2 separate regions of the Zea mays genome follow, and region 1 is linked to region 2. Evidence: chromatin contacts called from public Hi-C data. All regions are on one chromosome and are shown on one strand. The core of a region is the stretch at or near the end of the contact, and the rest is flanking DNA. Distances in the headings are between cores, read along the strand shown. Region 1 holds the start of LOC100277216 (protein LAZ1 homolog 2). Region 2 overlaps LOC103647697 (ATP-dependent DNA helicase SRS2-like protein At4g25120).

Region 1 (6,001 bases), core at 1,669-4,168, 340 kb after region 2:
AGTCTAGCTTTCTGCTCCTAGGGGTTTTTCCAATAGAAGAGATGTTGTGACACCAGTTGCACAGTGAAATGCATAGTCAGCATTACACAACCAGCTGCCCCAAGGAGGGTCAGAGTCGCGGGATCCATTTTACTTAGATCCATCCCCGGGAATGGAGACATGAGTAACATGGTGCCTGAAAACTATAGATTAGGTTTTTTTATCGAAGGATACATTTATGCTAATGACAAGTCAAACATAACCCTTATTAACAGAGGAGTCGAGGACATTAATACAACACAATGCGGCACAAATATTTGAAACATGCACTTTGTGAACTTCCAAAATTTCTAAAAAACAAATAAACACATGTAGACCATGAACAAGTATGTCAACACAGATAATTTTTGTGGAAAAACTAGACCATACGCGAGTTACACGAAAGACAGGAGAAATAATTTGATTTGCCCCCACAAATATGAAACAAGTTATTTGTCTTTTTTGGAACAAGCAGTGTAGCACATATTGCCAAAAAAAATCTACAGATTTTTGTATCTATTTCTTTTTTTCTCACAAATGTCAGAAGTGCACTTTTAAGAGGGCATACATATGTGACCTTGAGCTCAGCTTAACTGCACTCCACTGAACAGGTTGTCAATCAAATGTTTTGCAAGCACGATTTTTATTTAGTTAGAGCCAGGTTTTGGGTTCAAAATTTAGATTAATCCAGTGACCATTCTTCTGTAACTAGATTTTTCTAATGAAGACCAACCACAGAACCAAAAGCCTGTATAATTGATTTTTGAACTAATAGAAATGATCTAGAGATGCATTAAGCAACTGTTTTCATGGTAGCTACAATAATACAAACAGCCGAAGTATAAATATTTAAAAAGAAATGAAATTCAGAGCTTCACTATAGAATAGGTACAGTATATTGTGTGACTGTAATAACTGTGTCCTGAGCTTGCGTTCCCTCCATGGAGATCTGGAATCAGAGGGAGTAAATACTACAACTGAAATCAGATCAGCGCTGGAAGCAATATCATACAGGCAAAAGGTACAATCAGTTGGGACTCAGCCCCTTGCCTCAGGATACATAACAAAGGGAGGAGGAGCTGGTGTTGGATTCAGCACACCAAAAGCTACTGCAAGGCAAGAGGGAGCAAGGACAAATTGATGGTAGAGTATTAGGGTGGCAAGAGAAAGAAGCAACTGTGGGAAAGAACCACTGTGCAGTGGGCATGACTGTGAATAAAAGCAGTGCCATATGATATGTGCTATATACATTTCAAGTAATTAAATATAAATCTGAATCCTGAAAATAGTTTTTTCTAGCCTCCTAGTTTATTTACTTAACTAGAGTGTGGTAAGAAGACTATTTCCTAAACAGTTGAATACTTCTGTAGGAGGCTTGATGAAGGAAACTATCTTATGCTCCTTTATTAGGGTACATGTTCAGTTACAGTAACTGAAATTCAGTTTTTTTTCAAGAGAGCAAATGGCACCATGTCTCTATTGATCACCAACTAATGACTTGGCATAATCCACACTTAACTAAAATGGAGCCAATTAAGGCACACTGTTTCATTGGTTGAAAAATAAGGAACTTGCCAATTATGTGCAGGGTGCTATAAGTTAAAAACTACTGTTTAGAGCAAGGATCTCATTCATCAGAGAATGAAAGGACTCTCAGCTAGGACATTTTCTAAATAGCTTTTTGTGAACCGCATATCACAATATCAGCATAGCCTTTCACATATGTGCAAGACAGGACACCAAAGTCATTCAACTAAGAGTATTCCACTCTTAACTGACCCACACCTCAGCTTCGTCTCAGGGTATATGGAATGGGACACTTCACCCCTGTACATGTACAAGAATATAAAAACAAAACAGACTGTGTTTTGACTTTTGAACACCTATAATTTGTGCAGCAAATTGGCAAAATTAATTATCCAAAGCCACTCGAGTAAGTAGGACATACAGCCACTGCTCGATGGGAAGATAATCAAGCAAGCAGGATTTCTGCGCCGACACAGTGGCCTGAGCACTAGACACATATGAAATAATTTAACAAATTTGCAGACCTAAGTTTTCGTTTCTTTTCTAGTAAAAAGCGCATCAGAATTTAACCTTGGACTTCTCAACAAGTAGAAAGAGATGTTACAAGTAGAAATTCACATAATATTTTCAAAATCAAGCAAGGATTGGGAACCAGGGCTACATGATACACGAATCCTAGCTGCAATCCTACATCAGACAACACATAAACATAAATAGGGGTCTTAGCATGCTATTGCATTCAGTCGTGTTGCCACAGCGATTCCTGGAACTGTTTTGTCAAATGCATTAACTCTGCAAAGTAAAGCAAACCAGAAGCCGATGGCAAAAGGTAGGTTGTTACTACTTGACAACTCAAAGCTCACGGTTCCAGTCATGTGCCTCTACGTCAATCAACAAGCCGCCCTATGAACCGAATCTCGTGACCGCAAGTCGCGAGAGCACGGCGGCTGCCGACTAGGGTCGCAGTCGCACCCGCTTTGGATCAATACCCCGGCGAGAAACCTCAGGGCGAGCAGGAGCATGGCATCCAGACCAGAAAGGCCACATGTACATGGGAAACCGGCGTCCACCGCCTGAGGTAAGCGGGAGAGCTCTCACCTTGGCTGGAGCACTGCAGCCTCCGCGCGTGGTTGTTGGAGTCGTCGCTGCCGCCGCGCCTCGGCCTCGCGAGTCGCGACGTCTGGGCCACTCGCTCGGTTCCCTCCGCCAGTCCACGTGGTCACTTGGCAAAGTCAAGGACTAATTGCAGATTTGCAGTGACGATCTGGCTGCAGGTGGAGGTGAACCCTCAGATTAACTGTCTGACGTCTGAGGCGTGCCATACTGCCATCTGGTTTCTGGTAGCATCCACCGATCCACGGCTCCGGCAGCGTCGACACACGGGCCTCGCGGTTGTTACAAAATATTACATATGTAATCAATCCAAAGGATGCGACAGTTTTGCCCAAGGGACACACCTCTTAGGATACACCCCTTCACTTATATATAAATTGTCCTGTCACTGCAATAAAGAACAACAGTTCTGTCATTTGTCTCTCTCTCAATCTCGTTACCACTGAGTATACTTCAACACGTTATCAGCACTGCTCCGAGATAAGAGAAGAAAATTTCTGCTGAAGTTCCTTGGTCGTACGAACAAGAAGACCAAGCCGAACACTACCATTAACAGGCGGTTGCAAAAGTTAATGCATCAAGACGTTGATCAAGGGCAGATCCTGCAGATCTAGATATTGTGAAAAGAACATTAAAAATGGTAGGATCATTACCCTTTTCTGAAGTGTTCTTTTGGCACTGTCGTCCTTTCAATTTCTACACAAATTGCATGAAGGACATTGCCTGGCACCCTGGCCGTGGCTTCGCGGGCTGCAGAGGCCATGAATGCTTGCCAGATCCCACCTCGCGAACTGGCAAGGCCCGCTCATGGCCAAGGCCGCGCCCGCGCAGAGGGCCACGAGCGCGCGCGCTGAAGTGGTCGCGCGCCGCCGGGATGTCCGCGTTGTTTCGCGCCCACGACAGGCAGCGCCATGGCCGTTGCGCCATGCAGGGGCCGCGCAAGGCTGCGTGCCGAGGGGCCGCGCAAGGCGGCGTGCCGAGGGGCCGCGGGGCTGCTGCGCGCACGCCATGGCCGCCCGCCAAGCCTCGCTGGGGCTGTATCCGCACCGGGACCCGCTTAGCCGGAGGCACCATGCGGCACCGCGCTCGTGCGCCGGAGTCGGGGGACTCGCCCGCGCGCGCGTCTAGACAGCGCGCCTGCGCTGCCGTGGCCGCTGCGCATGCCAAGGCCGAGCCGCCGCGCCAGCGCCCCCCGAGCCGCGCCCGCGCCGCCCGTGGAGGGCCGCGCCCGAGCCATGCACACCGTGGGGGCCTTGCCCCCGACCCGCCGGGAGACCGCGCGTTCGCGCGCCTGGGTCGTCTGCCCGCGCTGCCGCCGGGGGGGGCCGCGCGCCCACGCCCCCGCGCGCCGGGGCCTGCACCGCGCACCGCCGGGGTCGAGGCCGACCGCCTAGCCGCTGCTGGGGGGTCGCGAACCCGCGCGCCGTCGAGCACCGCCAGGGGCGCTTGCTTGCGCGCTTGTGCTGTCGGGGCCGGGGGCCTCCGCGCGGCCGGGACCTCGCCCGCGCGCGTCGGGGGTCGCGAACCCGTGCGCCGTCGAGCGCCGTCGGGGGCGCTGCGGGCCCACGCCGGGCAGCCGAACCGCCGCCGGCGGGCGCGCCTGCGCCGAGGGGCTGTGCCCGCCCTCGTCCGCCGGCCTGCGGCGAGCCGCCGAGGGTCCAAGGGCCGCACGCCGGTGCAGCCCACACCACCGCGGGGGAGGCGCGCTCGATGTCGAGCCGCTGGAGCCGCACCCGTGCGCGCCGGGGGCCGCCGCGCCTATGCCCAAGGCCGCCATGGCCATCGCTCCTGCCTGGCCTGGACCGCACGCTGCTGGGCCGCCGCGCCCGCCTGGCCGGAGCTGCGCGCCGCCAGAGCATGCGCCGCCGGGGGGCCCGCTCAGGGGGCCGTGCTTCCGGCCACCATGGCCGTGCCTAGGCCGCTCCCACGCCGCCGCCGGGGAGGCCATGGCTGCGCCTGTTGTTTGGTCGTCGCCGCAGGTCGATGTGGTGGGCGAAACCCTAACCGCCTAGGCACTGTACTGGTCGGCTGGGCCACGCTGGCCATTGTACTGGCCGGCTGGGCCGCGCCTGGCCACTGGGCTGGCCCCCTGAGCCGCCTGGGCTGTTCAGCCATATGTTTGGCTGGGCCAAATTTACTTTTTTTATTTTATTTTCTGTACATTTACAGTACAAGACTCTGTGATTGCTTGTAACGCAATTTCAAAATACTATCTAAATTCTCATATTTAGACTACTGCTAATGTTATATGTAATTATACATATTTGTCTGTTTTTATTGTGAAAATGCAGACTTATCAGTGAATTATATTTTTATTTATATTTATGATTCACATGTTTCGACTTGCTTTTGTTTTTTGCATTCTTTTATGTTTGTATGGAAAACATAGCACATTAATTAAGTCGAAACTTAACGGTCCTCATGCAACATAAGATTGCACTTTTTTGGGAAAGGCATAGGGTGATGGAGTCCTAAGCACTGGCTGCGCTAAATTCTTTATAGAATTTAGTAGCCCAGAGACCGTGCTTTAGGCCGCATTTGAAATGCCTATCACTATGAGGTCTACATCTTTCGAGATGATTACCTATACGTGCTACCCAAAAAGGTCACGGACCAAGCAGGCGTCGCGGGCTATGGAGCCAGACTGGACGCTGCAGTCATGCTGACTGCTAAAAGAATTCTTTTAATTAAGTTCTACTTAATTAAACGATGAATTCTTGCAAAATATGACACATATCTTGAACTTGGGATATTTCAACACATGATGGAGATCTAGGCTTTGGCTGCAATAAGTTCTTGGAATTTATTTGCCCTGAGACCAAGCTTTTAGACAGCAAAATGTTATTTGCCCATCAGTAAGAGGTCTACATCATATGGTTATGATGATTACCTATGTGTTCACCCAAGTAGATATGTTGGAGATGTGATGTTGGTTATTCACCTTTATGGTGATTTCCATTTTATTTTTGAAATTTTGGTCAAGCACAAGGTAGTGGAGTCCTAAGCATTGGCTGCGGTATGTTCCTTGAATATATCAGCCCAGAGACCATGCTTTCAGGCAGCAAAAGTTTTGCCCACTACTGGGAGATCTACTCCATTGTTTCATTACATGGAGATTATCTACGTTGTGTGCACAAATTTTCAAAAATCTTTGGTACACTTTATGTGATACCTGGAATTCTCCAACATATAAAGATATGTTATATTTTGCGGCAAAGTTGCAACAACAAACGAAAATGGTTATGCCATTTGAAGGATAATTATTTAATAGAGTTTGATGAACTCGCCTAATGGGCTTAATTATCCTTAATGTTCATTGGATATGTTCATTTCATCTTTGCAT
Region 2 (5,469 bases), core at 778-3,277:
TTGAAGAAAGTACAAATCACAACATTTTATTGTTTTTTATGTACATGCCGTCCATACTACAAATGTAGTAGTGTTGTGTACTGGATACATCAAGGTTGTACGGCAGCTCCGATCATATCTATTGTCTGTTCTTCTTAGCCATATTCCTGTAGTACATGCTGCATTGTTGTGACACCAAGAGTTTTTGCTTCTCTTGGGCCTTGGCAGTGGTATTGGCTAGGCACTGGCTAACCTTGTACTCCATTCCTACTTATATGAACTCCATTGTGTTTATTATTCATGAGATAAAAAAACATTACACTGAATAAACTGTCATCTAAGCAAATGAAAAAAAATGACACCTAAAGTTCTACACCCAACACATGACCCATTATTGTTAAACAAGTTCAATCAAAAAACAATGCAAGTCAAAAGCTGATAATTAGGGGACTATTTCTAACTTAGCACTCGGTCAATTACTTAGGCTATCCGCACTCATACTACTCTAAATTTCTACTCTAAAAGGAATATTCTATCCCCGTCAGCAAGATTATCTACTCTATACCACAATCCTCTGCAGTCATGTTTACTCTATATCTCAACTCTATACCAACTACTACATATTATATTACCTTTTCCCACTTCTCAACTACCGGCTGTCCGCACCCATACCGGCTGTCACTGTATATAGAGTGAGAGAGTGCAAGCGCTGAATATAGAGTTTTCGGTGTCCTCTATACATGTGCAGTCATCGGTACAGTTTACCGCTGCAGCTCCCGCGTCCACTGTAAAATCTTAGGGGAGCTTTTACAGCTCGCGACTGCGCCCAGCCTTAGGTCCAGTCTTACTTATTGATGGATCTGATGAATTGGAATACATTTTTCAAAGTGATGCCTTTAGTTCTACTAGTATCCTCATTTTTTATCCTTAGGGAGTTTTTGCTTACTATAGTCATTCTGACTATTTGGGATACCTTATTTAGCCAGTGTTAGAAAATTTAGGAACTAAAAGTGACTAAACTCACTAATGTTTAGGAGGTGGGAAACAAATACCCTTAGGACAGGAAATTAGTTCATTTCCACACCAATCTCCTCCAATCCCGAAGGGGGTTTGAGGTTTCCAAAGTAGCTCTTAGGGTTGATTTGGTGACAAGAGGGTTATGGGAGGATTGAGGGGTTCTAGGGTTCAATCCTCTTCAATCCTCCCGTGATCCCTGATCACCAAATCAGCCTTTAAAATGAGAAAAATCCTAACTAAGTGTAAAAATAAGGACTAATTAGAATACCCTTGCGCATTTAAATTTGAATTTCTAATTTCCCTCAAGAGTGTCGGGTGCATGTAGCACCATGGTCTCGATTGTGGTTCCCGGTCCGAAGACATCGTGACCCCCCACTACGGCGCTTGGCCTTCCTGCAGGTTACCCGCCTGACGTCGGCGGCGTAGCTCTTCGAGCACGAAGATCACCGTTGTGCCGCTCATGTTGCCGAACTCGCTGACCACGTGGCGACTGCCCGCCAGCTTGCCGTCGTTCAGGCCGAGCAGTCCCTCGATGTGGTCCAGAATGGCACGACCGTCAGGATGGATCGCCCAGAAGAGGTCGCTCCAATCGGCATTATTGATGCCAAACGCGTCGACCACGACCAGCCGGAGGCATCGTTCCACTTCGCACCCCAGCAACCGGGGAATCTGGTTGGAGTGGATGTGCATGGAGATGGCGTCCTCGGTATCATGGTCTGCGAGGCGAAGGCCACCTCGAACAGCGGGCGCTCCACGAGGTCGGCGCCGTCGCCGAACAGAGTCTGTCCGTTGTCGAGGCAGCCTCCATCCGTTCCGTAGAAGGCGATGAGCGTGATCTCGGACGGCTGCGTGCGGCCGGTGAAGTCCAGGCTTGGTCAGGAGGATGAACGCTGCTTGATACCCGACTTCTTACATATCCTGGTGAAGTGGTGAGCTTGCATTGCCCTTGAGGTCGGTGAGGTGCTCGCTGTTATTTGTGACGCGCATATAGTAGTAGGGGTACTCGTCCTGGGCCCAGCACGTCGGCGGGTTCGCCGTGCTGATGCCTAGCACGGCTGCCGGTCCATCCGCACGCTGCGCACGCCTCACCTGGGCTCGGCAGTGGTGGCCGCAACACGATAATTTATGGGGACCAAAAAGACCATATAACAAAATTAAGCAAGTCCGTAAAAAATCATTATCACGTAGAATTCAAGTTTCATATCAATATATATATAAATAAAATAAACAAACATTCAGTTAACTTTTTGCTGACCAATTATCAAGTTAGCATAAATCTATATTAATTTGTTTCTTGTATTAGATTTATTTGTACTAAACCACTTTATGTCTTTATATTTTGGGTAATTTGGACAATTCAAGTATCGAGTAATATTATTTGAACTACCCAAACTAAATTTAGAGTTTTACAATTGTTACCCGAAATTGTGATTGGGTATTTCATCAGGTACTTTGGATTTGGGTTCAGGTACTTTGGGTTCGGTGCTTGAGTATCGGATATTTTGCCCACCCTACTCATTTTGTCTTACGGTGTTGTTGTCCTGTCGTTCCAAATGGTCGTGCCCTGGCCCTTTTGATTTTATGGTTATCTAACAATTCTGTTTAGTAAATAATTTATGAAAATGGACATGAAACATATGATTGTTAGAGTCGCTCATTAAATACGATTGTATGCCTTCATATTTTACTTGTTAACAATAGATATCCACTATTAAATATTTTGTTTATTTCAAAATAAATAATAATATTTTGCTTCAAAATACATATTTTTATACTAGTTTTAAAAAATAAGATTAATATAAATATATGATATATTAATCTAATAATGTCTATTTACTATTATAAACATTAATATTATATATACTTAACCTTAGAATTTATTTGTTTGTCTAGAGCGAGATGCGTATTTTATTTTGGGAGTGTCGAGTATGTTTAAGGTATCCATCTCATCTCTGGTCTTCTATTTCAAATTTTACTTTATAAATAGTACAATCTATAATTTAAAATAATATTTTTCACGACTGTATATACAATCGGCTGAAGATGGGCTAACAGCCTAGGAGCAAAACGAAAACAACTCCTTCGCAGTTAATTCTGATCAGTAACGTGAGTTAGATCTAAATCAGACCCACACCTTAGGGCATAAACAACTCTAACACTGTTACACGATACTACAAGTATAAGACACAACTAAAACACAACATAATATAGTGGGTTTGTTTAAAATATGTGTCTTATTATGTCCATTACACCAATCAGAATATTTAATAAATTAAATTGAACACCAATCAGAATATTTAATAAATTAAATTGATCAATCAACTTGTCGGGGACCATAATTAGGGGTACCCTCAAGGCTCCTAATTCTCAGCTGGTAACCCCCATCAGCACAAAGCTGCAAAGGCCTGATGGGTGCGATTAAGTCAGGGATCAGTCCATTCGAGGGACATGATCACGCCTCGCCCGAGCCTAGCCTCGGACAAGGGCAGCCGACCCCGGAAGATTTTCGTCTCGCCTGAGGCCCCCCTTCAGCGGCGAACATATTCCCGGCTCGTCCGAGGCCCTGCCTTCGCTAAGAAGCAACCCTGACCAAATCGCCGCACCGACCGACCAAGTCGCAGGAGCATTTAATGCAAAGGTGGTCTGACGCCCTTATCCTGACGTGCGCCCCCCGGCAGAGCCGAAGTGACCGCCGTCACTTCGCCGCTCCACTGACCGGCCTGACAGAAGGACAGCGCCGCCTGCACCACACCGACTGCAGTGCCACTTGACAAAGTGAGACTGACAGGCAGTCAGGTCCTGCAGAAGGCACCACAGGAAACTCCGCTCCGCCCGACCCAGGGCTCGGACTCGGGCTCAGCCCCGGAAGACGGCGAACTCCGCTCCGCCCGACCCAGGGCTCGGACTCGGGCTAAGTCCCGGAAGACGACGAACTCCGCTCCGCCCGACCCAGGGCTCGGACTCGGGCTAAGTCCCGGAAGACGGCGAACTCCGCTCCGCCCGACCCAGGGCTTGGACTCGGGCTCAGCCCCGGAAGACGGCGAACTCCGCTCCGCCCGACCCAGGGCTCGGACTCGGGCTAAGTCCCGGAAGACGACGAACTCCGCTCCGCCCGACCCAGGGCTCGGACTCGGGCTAAGTCCCGGAAGCCGGCGAACTCCGCTCCGCCCGACCCAGGGCTCGGACTCGGGCTAAGTCCCGGAAGACGGCGAACTCCGCTCCGCCCAACCCAGGGCTCGGACTCGGGCTCAGCCCCAGAAGACGACGAACTCCGCTTCGCCTGACCCCAGGGCTCGGACTCCGCCCTGGCCTCAGCCGACGACCTCCACCTCGCCCGATCCAGGGGCTCGGACTCGGCCTCGGCCACGGAAGACAGACTCGACCTCGGCTTCGGAGGAGCTTCCACATCGCCTAACCTAGGGCGCAGACCAGCCACATCAACAGGAGGCGCCATCATCGCCCTACACCGAGCTGACTCGGGCCGCAGGAAACAAGACCGGTGTCCCGTCTGGCTCGCTCCGCCAGATAGGCAATGATGGCGCCCCGCATACCCTGTGACGACGGCGGCTCTCAGCCCCCTTACGGAAGCAAGAGGACGTCAGCAAGGGCCCAACCGCTCCGACAGCTGTCCCTCCGCCAGGCTCCATCGCTCCTCCGACGGCCACGACATCACACCAGCTGGGCGCTAAAATCTCTCCGGCTGCCACATCGGCATGTACTTAGGGCGCTAGCTCTCCCCCGCTAGATACGTAGCACTCTGCTACACCCCCCATTGTACACCTGGATCCTCTCCTTACGCCTATAAAAGGAAGGACCAGGGCCCTCTTAAGGAGGGTTGGCCGCGCGGGGACGAGGACGAGACAGGCGCTCGCTTGGAGCAGCTTGCTTCCCTCACCCGCGTGGACGCTTGTAACCCCCTACTGCAAGCGCACCCGACCTGGGCGCGGGACAAACACGAAGGCCGCGGGATTCCCACCTCTCTCACGCCGGTCACCGGCCACCTCGCTCTCCCCCCTTCGCGCTCGCCCTCGCGCTCGACCCATCTAGGCTGGGGCACGCGGCGACACTCACTCGTCGGCCCAAGGGACCCCCCGGTCTCGGAACGCCGACAGTTGGCGCGCCAGGTAGGGGCCTGCTGCGTGTTGACGAACAGCTTCCCGTCAAGCTCCAGATGGGCAGTCTCCAGCAACCTCTCCGACCCGGGACGGTGCTCCGTTTCGGGAGCCTTGAGTTCATGTCCTTCGACGGCAGCTACGACATGATACTCCTTCCCCCGCCGCGCGACGACGACAATGGCGGCCGACAGCCCGCCCGCCGGCGGCGGAATCAACGATGTCTTCCCCGCGTGGTGGAAGAACAACCTTCGACCTCGTCCCGCCTTCTTCCCCACCGACGTAGGGGAAGGCAGGGCAACCGAGGCCAAGCAGGAGGCAGCGCTTCGTCGGCTGTCGAGCAAGTCGACGGCGCCGGCAC

The links. Hi-C and Micro-C count contacts between places; a contact is called where the count stands out from the background.
Region 1: a contact with region 2 is called in a Hi-C map of tassel, with 3 times the contacts expected there. The contact joins the promoter of LOC100277216 here to the enhancer-like site in region 2. A contact is called at or near these places in 2 of 25 Hi-C or Micro-C datasets (ear and tassel).

The regions. Positions count from the first base shown.
Region 1 is chr2:208,782,350-208,788,350 of Zm-B73-REFERENCE-NAM-5.0, forward strand. LOC100277216 (protein LAZ1 homolog 2) reads right to left here and starts at 2,919. Exons shown (of 5, transcript XM_008672211.4): 1 at 2,644-2,919; 2 at 1-175.
Region 2 is chr2:208,438,409-208,443,877 of Zm-B73-REFERENCE-NAM-5.0, forward strand. LOC103647697 (ATP-dependent DNA helicase SRS2-like protein At4g25120) reads left to right here. Exons shown (of 31, transcript XM_008672206.2): 31 at 1-276. It also overlaps the pseudogene LOC111590863. Among protein-coding and RNA genes, the nearest start is that of LOC103647697, 49 kb to the left of the region's middle. Within about 2 kb of position 2,028, at least 9 of the 20 cell types and tissues checked have an H3K27ac peak or open chromatin away from gene starts, as enhancers often do. A contact at or near this core is called in ear and tassel, where this site is marked.